Regions from separate parts of the Mus musculus genome. Here all the other regions are linked to region 1. The links are chromatin contacts, called in public Hi-C maps. All regions are on one chromosome and are shown on one strand. The core of a region is the stretch at or near the end of the contact, and the rest is flanking DNA. Distances in the headings are between cores, read along the strand shown.

The links. A called contact is a pair of places that touch in the nucleus more often than the background predicts.
Region 2: a contact with region 1 is called in a Hi-C map of B cells, with 6 read pairs. The contact joins the enhancer-like site here to the promoter of Smim12 in region 1. A contact is called at or near these places in 1 of 15 datasets of contacts at CTCF or cohesin (large pre-B cells), 1 of 484 Hi-C or Micro-C datasets (B cells), 4 of 115 datasets of contacts at active chromatin or transcription factors (T-cell acute lymphoblastic leukemia, astrocytes, embryonic hindbrain and 1 more) and 1 of 9 other capture datasets (liver).
Region 3: a contact with region 1 is called in a Hi-C map of B cells, with 6 read pairs. The contact joins the promoter of Lsm10 here to the promoter of Smim12 in region 1. A contact is called at or near these places in 1 of 39 promoter capture datasets (pre-B cells) and 1 of 484 Hi-C or Micro-C datasets (B cells).
Region 4: a contact with region 1 is called in a Hi-C map of erythroblasts, with 7 times the contacts expected there. The contact joins the promoter of Thrap3 here to the promoter of Smim12 in region 1. A contact is called at or near these places in 1 of 39 promoter capture datasets (pre-B cells) and 1 of 484 Hi-C or Micro-C datasets (erythroblasts).

What each region holds. Positions count from the first base shown.
Region 1 is chr4:127,242,167-127,245,306 of GRCm38.p6, reverse strand. Smim12 (small integral membrane protein 12) reads right to left here and starts at 1,523. Exons shown (of 2, transcript NM_030252.2): 1 at 1,409-1,523.
Region 2 is chr4:128,809,914-128,813,053 of GRCm38.p6, reverse strand. No RefSeq gene overlaps it. Among named protein-coding and RNA genes, the nearest start is that of Zfp362, 5.4 kb to the right of the region's middle. Within about 2 kb of position 1,458, at least 360 of the 459 cell types and tissues checked have an H3K27ac peak or open chromatin away from gene starts, as enhancers often do. A contact at or near this core is called in B cells, T-cell acute lymphoblastic leukemia, astrocytes and 1 more, where this site is marked.
Region 3 is chr4:126,095,152-126,098,291 of GRCm38.p6, reverse strand. It overlaps Lsm10 (U7 snRNP-specific Sm-like protein LSM10), which reads right to left and starts at 1,639. Exons shown (of 2, transcript NM_138721.2): 1 at 1,483-1,639; 2 at 1-463. The coding sequence starts at 439. The coding sequence ends at 71.
Region 4 is chr4:126,201,216-126,204,355 of GRCm38.p6, reverse strand. It overlaps Thrap3 (thyroid hormone receptor associated protein 3), which reads left to right and starts at 1,646. Exons shown (of 12, transcript NM_001356455.1): 1 at 1,646-1,786. Gm25323 (a small nuclear RNA gene) reads left to right here and starts at 3,079; the gene lies at 3,079-3,140.

The DNA.
Region 1 (3,140 bases), core at 274-2,773:
ACACTGAAAGTCTTCCTTCCTTCTGAGCTCTGAAGTTATATCATGAGATCCGAGAAACCTTACAATGTACACATTAACAAAGAGGGGAAGCTCCAAAGAACCCCAAACTCAATCCTCCATTCTATTTTTAACTCAGTACTTCGTTCTATTTTCTGTTTTAAGTTTTGGGGTTTGTTTGGTCAGCTGGTTTTGGTTTTTTGAGATAGGGTTTCCCTGTGTAGCCCTGCCATTCAGATTCCTTCTGTAGACCAGGCTGGCCTCAAACTCAGAGACTGGACTGGCCTGCCTCTGCCTCCTTAGTGCCAAGATTAAAGACATGTGCCACCACCGTTGGGCTTGTTTTTATTTTTAAGACAGGTTCTCATGGCACCCAGCCTGGCCTCAAACCCTCAAAGTAGCTAAGGATAACTTTGATCTGCCGACGCTCCTGTTTCCAGTGCCAAGTGCTTGTGATCACAGGTCCACACCAAGTGCAAGTCCTTTATACAATTCCTGGGTAGAGACTCTCAATTTTCCAATTTGTCTTAGGGCGGGCATATCAAGCACCAGTCTATGAGTATTACTCTTGTACATAGAAAGCCCAAGTTCTATGTGCTCTTGTCCGAATTCCAGTCATCCATGTATACAACACAACCTTCTCTTCGGTAAGCTATGTGGGCCTACCCTACCTGTCTACAGCTCTCAAAACACCCTGGAGCTCCACAAGGTTAAGAACTAAGGATGTCCGGATCGTCCTATGCTCTGTGCCTCTTCCCACCCTTGCTATCCTCCCTAGCAAAGAGCTAAAAAAGTTTGTTGGTCGAATGAATGACAGGCAGCATAAACATGTTGCTTTGTTTATGGAAGACTACAGCAGCCTTCCACCCGCACTCACAAAGGGGTATAGGGATATGATCATAAGCAGCTAGACTTCATGAAGTCATCCCGAAGGTATCAAAATGTAAGTAGCACAAGTGTTTCCCAAATACTGCAACGCCTATTTCCAGCCCGACACGCAGGGGCGCCAGCCAAAGGCTCCAGGTACAGGTCAACCGGGCCGCCAGGAAACCTGTCCCAGTGCCTGAGCCCACCGGAAGCTCTCCAAATGAGAGCAGTCGTAGGAGGTCCGAGAAGGTGAAACCATCAGCCTTGACAGCCAGCCAAGTTGGGATGGGAGCGCCAGTGAGGTTCGGGTCATCAGCTCCTGTTCCCTGTCCAGTCACGCCACACGCGTGGCTTCGTCACCCTTCGGCCTGCAGGGGCCTGAGGCGGACGAGATCTGACCACAGTCCACACTCGGCCACCAAAAGCTGGCCGAGGCCGAGCGGGTCACGGAAACCATCGCTCCCTCAACTAGGAGGAGCCGTTCCCGTGGGACTGGGGGCCAGCGATCCTGGGAAGCGAAGTGCCCTCAGCCCTGGGAACTCACCTGCGGTCCAGCCCGCACACCCCGGACAGGTCCCGCGCTGCGCCCGCTAGCCGGGAGCAACAGGGACGCCGAGGTTCCCAGTGGCCCGCGGGGCGCGCCCGAGGCCCCGCCCACTGGCATCTCTCGGAGAGCAGCGATTGGCTGAGCTCCAGCCAGCTACAGAAGAAAGGAAGCCAGGCACCCGACCCTGCGTTGGACTAAACGCAGAATAGTATAGCGCCCCCTGACGGCTCGGAGGCTCCCCTGTGACGTTGCCACATGCTTGTGAAGAAGAAAAAAGAATAGTCAGCTTTCATTGATCCAAATGAAGTTCATTAGGTGTCTTCCGAGACTTACCTAGGTCGGATATTACTGAAACCGAAAACCCAACCCCTGACCTCCAGAAGCTCCCGTAGCAGAGAATAACCTAGTACTTTCAATCTTCTTGGGATCTGTGCTTTCAGGCTGTGTGTCCTTGGGAACATCATTAATTAATCTGAGCCTCAATTCTTCTGCATAGCGTTAAAACCTTCCATTTCAGCAGGGATGTTGCAAGGGTTAGATAACATCTTGTTTGTAAAATACTGTGCCAGGCACACATCTCGCAGGGAACTAGATTGTAGCGTTAGTGAGTCTACAAATTGCTGAAAGTACCAAGACCCTCTGATCGCAAGTACTCACTCTCCTTCCTCCATGTTTCCCCTGTCCCTGAGCGGAATTATACTTATCACATATAAGAAAAAGCCTCACACCCCAAGCTCTCTAATGGACTACCATAGTCCTGCCTTCTCAACCTGCCCACACTGCTCTCAACCTGACCAGTCTCCTTCCCACTAATAGCATGCTAAAAATCAACGTTTGAAGCCTGTGTGTCCATGTTCTTTCATCTACCTGGAGTGCTCTACCCAGCTTCCCTTAAGTCTACCCAGCTTCCCTTAAGTTAGCAGTGAGCCATTTCTCAAGGTCACGGGTACTCTCACAGGAAGCGTCTTCAAGACTGTACTGTCAAGTTAGAGATTCTTCCTCTTTTAGATCAAAGAGCCCAAAGCTAAGCCTGACAGCGAAGATGGGGAGGAAGAAGCTGCCAGAAATTAGCAACCGTGATTATCAGACCTTGATTACTTGTGCATTGAATCTGTGGGAAGAGATCAGAACAGTCTAGAACACAGGCTGGCATTTAGCCATTCTACAAGCTAGACATTGGCGATACAAATGGGGACTGCCCTCCGTAGTTTCCTGGATGGAGAAGAAACAGGAAGACCCACACAGTGTCATAACAGAGGACACTGTCCGTCCATACAAGAAGAATGAGTGGAGGTTCCCTGGAAGGACAGATCCCTAAGCTGGATCTTAATAGTGACTAGAAGTTCCCTCCAGCAGACCTGGGTAAGCACAGAATCCCCAGCTAAAGTGGAAATGACAGCATTGAGAAGTCCTGAGGCGCAAGACCAGCCTTGGCTCTACACCAAGATCCTATATCAATTAAAGGAGTCAGTTAGCACTTCCAGATCACACAGAACTACAAGCTGAGACCCTGTCTAAAAATAAAGTAAAATACCAAACACTGGAATTAGTTGTTTAATTAATTCAAATCTTGACTCTGTGGCCTGCTAATCTGAGAAAATATATTTATAACCTTTTAAAAATGATTTTAATTATGTGTGTGTAAGGGGGGGGTGCAATGAATGTAGGCACCCATGGAAGTCAGAAGAGGGCGTCAGACACACAGGAGTTTATGAGCTGTCAGACATGG
Region 2 (3,140 bases), core at 209-2,708, 1.6 Mb before region 1:
TGGAAGGACTTGAAGTGAAATCCTTAGAGCCCACAGAAAGCTACACAGACAGCGTCTGTAATCCAATGTTTCTATAAGACAGGAGGTGGGAGGCAGGAGAGTTCCTGTAAGCATGCAGGATGGCAAGTCTGGCATAGAGAGGTAGAAGGTGAGGACCTACATCTGAGATTAACCTCTGACCTCCACGTGTGCTGCGGCACCCATACCCACTCCCACACACACCCCACACGAGACATTTTTTTTTAAATAGTGAACTAACTACTCAGGCTCCCTCGAGAATGTGGGCTACCAGGGAAGCCTCTTGCTTCCCCCACGCCTGTCCTGCACTGAATTAGAGTGTCTCCACTTCCGCCAATACCACGTGGTCCAAGCTGGATTCATCCTTTGTGAAGAAGACTTTGAAAGTCTCCCCATTTGGTACCCCTACTTCCCCGCTTTGTCCCATTCCGGTCTGTTTGTTCCCGTGACTATATGACCACTTCTGATAGAACTTGGACCAGAAGTCATGCCTGTGATCTTTCCTAGGGAGAGGTGAACGACGAAACCTCCATTCATCCAGATCGGGCACCAATAACCGGCCAAAGAATCCATCCTACTGAAGTGACTCGAGTCTGGCAAACAAAGAACTGATGGGGCTAACTTACAGGAATGTGGGTGAAGGGCTCATAGGTGAGCCCCAAACAGTCACATCACTGAAAAGCCCTTCTCCACCATGGGTGATGCTCTTAATAAATAAATTAAAAAGGGGGGGCTTTATTGGACTGCCCATCCCAATTAACCACCACCCTTTAGCAACTCTAAACAGCACCTCCCAAGGCCAAATGCAGCTAAGGCAGGATTACATGCCTCTTGGAGGGGTCAGGAGCAGGTGGGTCTCAATCTCAGCTGAGGCTCCAGTGAACTTCCCTACCCACTTCTATTTGAAAAGTCTTTGGGTCGCATGTGTGTGATCACAGCTTCTGTGGTTTCAAGCCAGCAACACCATGCCATACTCAGAAGACAGAAGGCCATAATAGAACTGCTACGTTGCCTTATTTCTATAAAACCGAAACCCTAAATCCTCTCCTCCCTGGGCCCACACGAAGCATCCATCCCTCTGAATCATGTCACGGTTGCCTCGTTTGGTTGCAGGTCTGTTATCCCTTCCGTGTGGCAAGCTCTTCTTTGCTCTGGGCCTCTACATGCCAGTCTCTCTCCTAGAATCGCCCTCTTCCTGGTTTCAGCTTAAATCCCTTTTCCTCTGGAGAGTTCACCACGATCTCTTCTGTCTCCCGGCACTTCAGATCTCTCCTCTGTAGTGCTCATGAGCCCTAAATAAATAATCAGTAAAGGAATTCTTTGCTGAGCCCTGTCTCTGAGAGCAGACTTTTGGAGAGTTCACTCACATCACGAATAGCCACCGCGCTTCCTCACCGGGAACTCCATCTCCCAGCTTCTATTGCGGTTGGACAGGCCATGTGACTAGTCTTGGCCAATGGATGGTGAGGAATGATATGAGTCACTTCCAGGCAAGAGCAGTAGAAAACCCATGCTCTGGCCATTCAGACAATCTTAAGTTCCAGTAGGTACTGTTCAAAGATGTCTGTGACTAGCCAGTCTAAGGTCCTCGATGACTAGAGCAGGGGACCCATGTGGGCAGGTGGTACAAGCCGGCAGCATTCTCCTTCTGTGTTCTATACCTGAGGTTTGGAGCTCTTAATTCCCATAGTACAGTTTGGGTAGTACTGTGCTCCGTCTGACTGGGGACCAGGGTTTGTCCTCTGCTGCCTCTCCAGAACCTCGGGCCCTGAATGAGGCCCCTGAGTTGGCACTTGGGGAATGTGTGCTGAATTATTAAAAATATAAGTCATGGTTCCTTCCTCAATTAAATTACCCTAGCCTGGCATGAGGGTATGTGCGTTTAATCCCAGGACTCAGGAGACAGAGGCAGGCAGGTTTCTGCAAGTTTGAGAGCAGTCTGATCTACATAGAGAGTTCCAGGTTAGCCAGGTTACACAGTGCGATCCTGATAATTTTTTTTTCTTAAACACATATTTATGGAACAAATACATCTACAGAGCAGGTAGGATTTAGTCAGGAGCTGCACTGTCCACATTAGAGACACGGGAGGGGGAGAGGATCAGCCTCAGCCACAGAGAGCTTCCTAAGGGAGGGTAAAAGTTGCGGAATCGGAGAGGATGTGCATCGTCTGTAAGTTGCAGGCAGTTGTGAGCCTCCCATGGTGGGTCCTCTTAACCATTGAGCTCTCTGTCCAGCGCCTTCACCTCTCCTCATAGCTTTTAAATGGCTAGGCTAAAATCTGAAGGGTGAGTTGAAGCTGGCCATGGAAGTTGAGCCTGGGTGAAGGGAACCACATACGAAAAGGGATATGGCGAGGGTGGGATGGCCACTCATGCTGGCTGAAACCGCTTTGTGGGTGGTCAGAGAGGAGTCCCGCAAGGTAGGGAGGAGCCGGGCGCACACAAATCCCCTCAAAAGGCCCCAGCTCCGCACTCAGTGCCTTCAGTGTCCTTAGACTTTGGCCCTAAAGCCTTTTCTAGGGCTCTTCTGAGTGCCAGTGATGACCTCACAGTTACATTTGGGGACCATAGGATATTCAGGGCAGTGATAAGCTGAACCTTTCAATAATGCCATAATTAGCACACTCAGGGTGTTTTCTTTTTAGGCTTACTGTGTGTGTGTGTGTGTGTGTGTGTGTGTGTGTGTGTGTATGTATTATGTGTGTGTATATTGTGTGTGTGTGAATATGGATGTATGTGTATGTATGTATTCAGGGTCTCACTGTGTAGCTCTGGTTGGCCTGTAGATCAGGTTAGCTCCAAATTCACAGAGATCCTCCTATTTCTTTCCCTGAGATATGCAACACAACACCCAGTTAGAATTTATTTTTAAGGGCTATTTTAATATTTACCAAAACTTGGAGTATATAGTAGAGGGTTCCCCTTATATACTCCCACCATTCTTCCCTCATTATCAATATATTATGACTAAGTGATACAGTTTTCCACAATTATTGGCAGATAGTTTTACTGACATAACTAATTTGACTCTATAGTTTGATTAGAGATTCTTGGTTTTGCTTTAACACCTATTTTTCTGCTCCAATACCTCACCTAGGGCAATCACATTACACTTAGTCA
Region 3 (3,140 bases), core at 390-2,889, 1.1 Mb after region 1:
ATGGCCGGGAGTTGGCTCAGAACACCGGAGGTCCCTGAGGTGGTGCTGGAACTTTAACGAGGACACAGTCTCATGGCCTTTTGGAGGGGAACTCTCGACGACCTTGACCCTTGCCACCAAAGTTGCGCACACGGTGGATGATCTGCAGCTGCTGCTCAATAGTAGCAGTGATGTCCACACCATCTGGGATATGGACGTATCGGACGTTACGACCGGTCACAAAAAGGTCATCCAACTCAACCTGATGTCCCCAGCGGTCGGTATAGGTGACATTGGCCAGGCGGATATTCATGAAAGCATCCACGTTGTCAATGCGTCCTCGGGCCACACTCTCATCCCGAAGGTCCACAGTGGTTATTTGGCCTTGGAGGCCCTGCAACAGGATGATCAGGCTGTTCTCAGAAATAGTTCGCTCCTTCACCGAGTGGCTCAGTGCCATTGTTCCACATTGGCTGGCTGCTCACTGTGGGCAGGAGCACACAGATAGAGTCACTCACCTTTACCAAGCCCTGAAACTCCACACTAGTGGTCCAGATGCCTCCCTGCACTGGATACACCCGGGGAAACCTTTGCCTGGCTTTCACGTCCCACACATCCCAGAGATCTAGATTCATTTGCCTGGAGAGGACAGGCCCAGATTGTTTTGTTGTTGTTGTTTTTAAAGACAGGGTCTTCCTATATCTTCCTGAGTAGCCTGGAACTTAAAATGTAAACAAGTGTGGCCTGGAACTCACAGAGATCCACCTGTCTCTTCCTCACAAGTGCTGGGGATTCAGGATGTGTGTTACCACATCCTGCAAGGTATCCTATTTTTACATTATTTTGAGACAGGGTTTCTCTATGTAGCCCTGGCTGTCCTGAACTCTCTATGTAGACCAGGCTGGCCTTAAACTCATCGAGATCCTCCTGCCTCTGCCTCTCCAGTGTTGGGATTAAAGGTGTGTGCCACTATGCTCAGTTTATACTTTTTTTTTAAACAAAAAGCCCCCCAGAATTTTAATGTGCCAGTCAGTTTGAGAACGACTACTGCAAATTGTAGTTTATGTATGTCCTTCTGCCAGGCGCTTGTTACTATGTAATCTAGCCAAGCATGATGGCGCACACTTATAATACCATCACTTTAAAGTCTGAAGCAGTAGGAGCACCTCAAATGCCAAACCGGCCTAAACTACATCGTGAGCTCCAAGTCAACCTGGATAGTGGAATGTTTCAAGACAAAACAAGCCAAACCTAGCCAAGATGCATGCATTTAAACCCAGCACTCAGGAGGCCGAGGCAGGTGGATCTCCGAGTTACAGACCAGTCTGGCATACAGAACTACACTCTGTCTTAAAACAAAATCCAAAAGGATAGTCTTTGAGACCTTCAGGCAGGCCCAGACTCTGCTGCTTCCAGGACCGGAGGCCTGGGATTTGCCACTAGCGGTCAAGCTCATTAGTCCCACCCGGGAAAGCCGGGTGCCGAGTGCGCCCCTCTCCTCACCGCGCGTAAGGGGTTTGGGAAGAAAAGTCCGCAGCCAGTGCGCCAGGGGAAGAGGACGGGTCCCAGCGCGCCCTAGTCCCCACTCTCGACTGCCCTACCCACCGCGTGATGCCTTCCGCCTTCCGCGCGCTACGCCTCCAAAACCCGCCCGTGTCTAGGGGCACCACCCACCGAGGCTCAGAGAAGCCATGGCAACCGCGGAAGACCCAGAGCATCAGAGCATGCGCCTCGCAGGATGCGGACTACAAGTCCCAGGAGGCCGCGCGCCACACGCCCAATTCTCTTCTCTGTCTAGTTTCCCACCTTTGTAGGCTCCGGCTTGGAGCTGTGTCTCCCTAATGTCCTGCTGAGCTCATGGCGTTAAGTGGGAGAGAGCTTCTGTTAAATAAATAAATAAATAAATAAAGAAAGAAAGAAAGAAAGAAAGAAAGAAAGAAAGAAAGAAAGAAAGAAAGAAAGAAAGAAAGAAAGAAAGAAAGAAAAACACAACGTCCTTCATCTGATTAAAATTACGGAAATGTGGCCCAAACGTGGTGGCAAACTCCTTAATTCCTTCATCTGATTAAAATTACGGAAATGAGGGGCTGGTTAGATGGCTCAGTGGGTAAGAGCACCCGACTGCTCTTCGGAAGGTCCAGAGTTCAAATCCCAGCAACCACATGGTGGCTCACAACCATCTGTAACGAGATCTGACGCCCTCTTCTGGTGTGTCTGAAGACAGCTACAGTGTACTTACATGTAATAAATAAATAAATCTTTAAAAAAAAAAAAAAATTACGGAAATGTGGCCCAAACGTGGTGGCAAACTCCTTAATTCCAGCAACTCCAGAGACAGAGGCAGGTGGATCTCAGTTGGAGGACAGCCTGGTCTATGGAGAGAGTTCAAGGACAGCAAGGCCTACATAGCTACCTTGTCTCAAAGAGGAAAACACAGGGCTATGGAGAGAAGATTTAACTGCTAAACTTTAGCAATTAAGTCCGCATACTATTGCAGAAGACCTACATTTGGTTCCCAGCTCACAACTGCTTGTAACTAATTAACAATTAAAAATAAAATTGAGCAGGGCATGGTGGCCCACGCCTTTAATCCCAGCACTCGGGAGGCAGAGGCAGGCGGATTTCTGAGTTTGAGGCCAGCCTGTTCTACACAGTGAGTTCCAGGACAGCCAGGGCTACACAGAGAAACTCTGCCTCAAAAAAACAAAAATAAATAAATAAATAAATAAATAAATAAAATCGAGCCGGGCAGTGGTGGCACATGCCTTTAACCCCAGCACGTGGGAGGCAGTGACAGGCAGATTTCTGAGTTCAAGGCCAGCCTGGTCTACAGAGTGAGTTCCAGGACAGTCAGGACTACACAGAGAAACCCTGTCTCGAAAAACCAAAACCAAAAGAAACAAACAAACAAACAAAAAAAATCAAGCAGTGCATGGTGGCCCACGCCTTTAATCCCAGCACTTGGGAGGCAGAGGCAGGTGGATTTCTGAGTTCGAGGCCAGCCTGGTCTACAAAGTGAGTTCCAGGACAGCCAGGGCTATACAGAGAAACCCTGTCTCAGAAATCCACCTGCCTCTGCCTCCCGAGTGCTGGGATTAAAGGCGTGCCATGCCCGGCGTAACACTTTTTAAAATGCTTATGTTTGATTTTTGTTTTGTAGT
Region 4 (3,140 bases), core at 397-2,896, 1.0 Mb after region 1:
GTCAGGTCAAAGCCGCCTGCAGCTGGGAAGGTCTTCCTGTTCTAATCCATGGGCTCAATACAGGAAAGAGGGTGGGGGAAAGCCACCAATCCCTGAGCTCCCCAAGTTCAGGACTTGAGATCCCACCAATCCTTACTCCGGAAATCTCTGCATGCCCTGAAAAGCCCCGCCTCCGAATAAATCCTATATATATAACCCCTGTCCTTCGTTCACTTGCCAGGAGCAGAAACAGCCACTACTCTTCGAGTCTTTGTTCTGTACCCCAAACCCTCCCAATAAATCTGCTTTATGAGATTTGCTGCCTGGTATGGCTTTCTCATTGGAAGAAGCTAAGAAGAAAAGAAGCCATGAAGAGAAGAAGAGAAGAAAGATCAGGGCTGAGGCTCCCGAGCTGCAATGCCTCTGCTGAAGAGGCTTCCTCTCAGAGCGTAGCGGTTCCTGGGCCTTCCGAATCCCTGGATACCCTTCCTTCCATCTGAACAGGAACAGTTTCAATAGCTACAGCAGTACAGTAGCTCGTAAATGCATGACAGAAAAGGTGACGTTTGAACGCTTACATGTGCAGGATTCACTAAGGCAAGCAAGTGCAGAGAAAACCAAACTGCTCTAAAAAACCTTAGTGACCATGTGAGAAACAGCCTCGTAGTGACTTAACATCTGTAAGCTCAGCAGTCATGAATGAGGCTGAGACGAAAAGGCTGCCTTGAGTTTAGGGGACGGCCTGTGCTACCCGGTGATTTCCAGGACAGCTTGGCATACAACGGGAGATTCTGTTCTAAAAATTAAAGTTAACAAAAAACAAAAAAAAACAAAAAACAAAAACCAAGGAGAAAACACAAATCCCAGGGTTTCACTTTCCAGGACATTTGTGGTTCCACAGGTACTAATATACTTCCTGGGCCCATGTTCTTAAAAAACTTCTCTGGGCCAAGTTTGAGGCCAGCCTGCTCTACCTAGAGTATTTCAGTATACCGAGAACCCTGTCTAGAATCCCCGCTCCCCATGAAAAAAATCCCCAAACTAAAAACCTCTTTGGGCTCTTATTGCCATTAAATGGGACAGGAGGTGGCTGTAGGAGAGACCGAGATCCAACGGACTTCTGGGTCCCCTGAGATCACACTATCAAAACAACTCTTCTCCATTTTGCGTTGCGTTTTCTGGGTTCCGGGTGATCAAGTGCCTTCCTTTGTCGGGGACCTCCCAACAACTCTGTGAGGTACAAATTATGAGCCTCACTTTATACAACGATCTGTTCAAGGTCAGAAAGCAGGGGAAGGGTAAGGCACAGAACGAATGCCAAGAGGCCTGATGGCCACCAAACTAGAGACTTTCCGGGGACGTAAGCAGAAGACGAGTGGGTGGGGCTCGGGCCCTCCCTCAGTCCCCCGGAGAGGCCTCTCCAAAATGGTGGGGGCAGTGGCGTCAGCAACGCCCGGGCCCCTTCCGTCCACCTCCCTCCCTCTTCCTCAGGCCACCCAGGCGGGAGCGGGGGGAGGGGGGAACGGAGGCGCAACGCAGTCGCCCACGTGACCGCCGATCTTCGGGCGCGTGACGCAAAGCGGCGGGCCCAACGCTCGCTCTGCCTTGTGGGAAATAGAGTTCGAGAGGACGTCCGGTGAGTCAGGAGAGAGAAACCTAGGACTACATTTCCCAGGAGGTAGCGGAGCGAGGCGGTAGCCGCCGTCGTCGGAGAGCGGGGACGCGGGGCGCGCTAGCGGGCGGGGGCGAGCTTCGGGCCGGTTGTGCCGTTGCGAGATTGCAGCTGTAGTCGCTCCGGCCGGTCAAGGTGAGTGGACGCAGTTGATGGGAGTGAGGACAGCTCAGCTAATCTCTGTGTGTTGGGGTTTTCCTCTTTTCTGGGCGCCGGCTGGGCCCCGGCGAGGGTTAGGCCTAGCGTGCGGCGGCTTCCTCCACGCTCGGCCCGGGCCTGCTCCGAGCGGGCCCTGCTCCATCGGCTCCTCCCCCTCCCCGCCCTTCTCCGCTTCCCTCCGCTCCGGCCTAGTTCTCCGGGCTCCGGCCGCCTTCTCTCTGAAACAGCTTGCACACTTCTGTGCACTGTGCGGGAACGACGGCTTCCACCAACTCCATCTCCCCCCCGCCCCCCAAATCCTGTTTTACGAACCTCGTTATTTGAATTTTTTTTTTCCGGGAACTCTTGCACGCCCTTCCCCCACCAGTCTCCATTGGCCTGGTTCTGTCTTCTAGGGCCCATGTGGCTGCTAGCACACTAAATGTTAGTACTTCTTCTGTGTTTGTTTTTTTTTTAAACTTGTTTGTTCTTTTGTTTTGTTTTCTTCCTCTCTTGGCCAAAAGAGGCCTATTCCAAGTTTATTTCCTATCGGAAAAATAGTTCCCACTTTCTTCCTTTGGTTGCAAGTGAGGCCGACTTGCGTTCCTTCGGTGATTGGCGTGTGCCCTGCTGGTGAGAAGCAGTTGTGTCCCACACTTAAACAACTTTTCTCTTATTTTCTTTGCTCTTGTGATTCTTAATGGGTGGAGCGTGGCGGCGGTAGTTGGCGGCAACATTGGTGGCCCAGAAGTTGGAAGCCATCGGTGAGAGTCCTATGTTAACGAGGAGCTTGCTAATTGGATAGAAACAATATGGCAAGGACGTTATAGGACAGAGCCAAGAAAGACGGCTTTATCAGCTTTTGCGTTTAAATTTCAGTTTTTACTTTAACGTACTTAAGTTTTTTTGTTTTTTTTTTTCTTTTTCTAAAATGGCAGTGCACAACCCTGGCTACCTTTAGTGTAAATATTCAACGAAATTCACTGACGGTTAACCCCTTGTTACCGGGTATGGGAGTTTTCGATTGTGGGTCCTAAGTCGAAAGGCATGTATCCAACTGTCTTTTTTCAGATCTTTCCTAGTTTTGTTTGTGGAAATACTGTCCGTGTGTAGTCAATCCTATTATTTAGACAGCTTAGGTGTATATATTATTCTGTATAAATGTTAAAGACGGCTGGTGCCTTGAAACTTGTGGAGAAAAGTTGGTCTTTGTAGTTTTTAGTTAATTTGCAGATGTGTATCTTGAATTAATATTAGTACTTAGTGAATCAAAAAGTAATGCAGCGAGCTTGCTTTGGCAGCACACATACTAAAATTGGAACGATACAGAGAAGATTAGCAATGGCCCCTG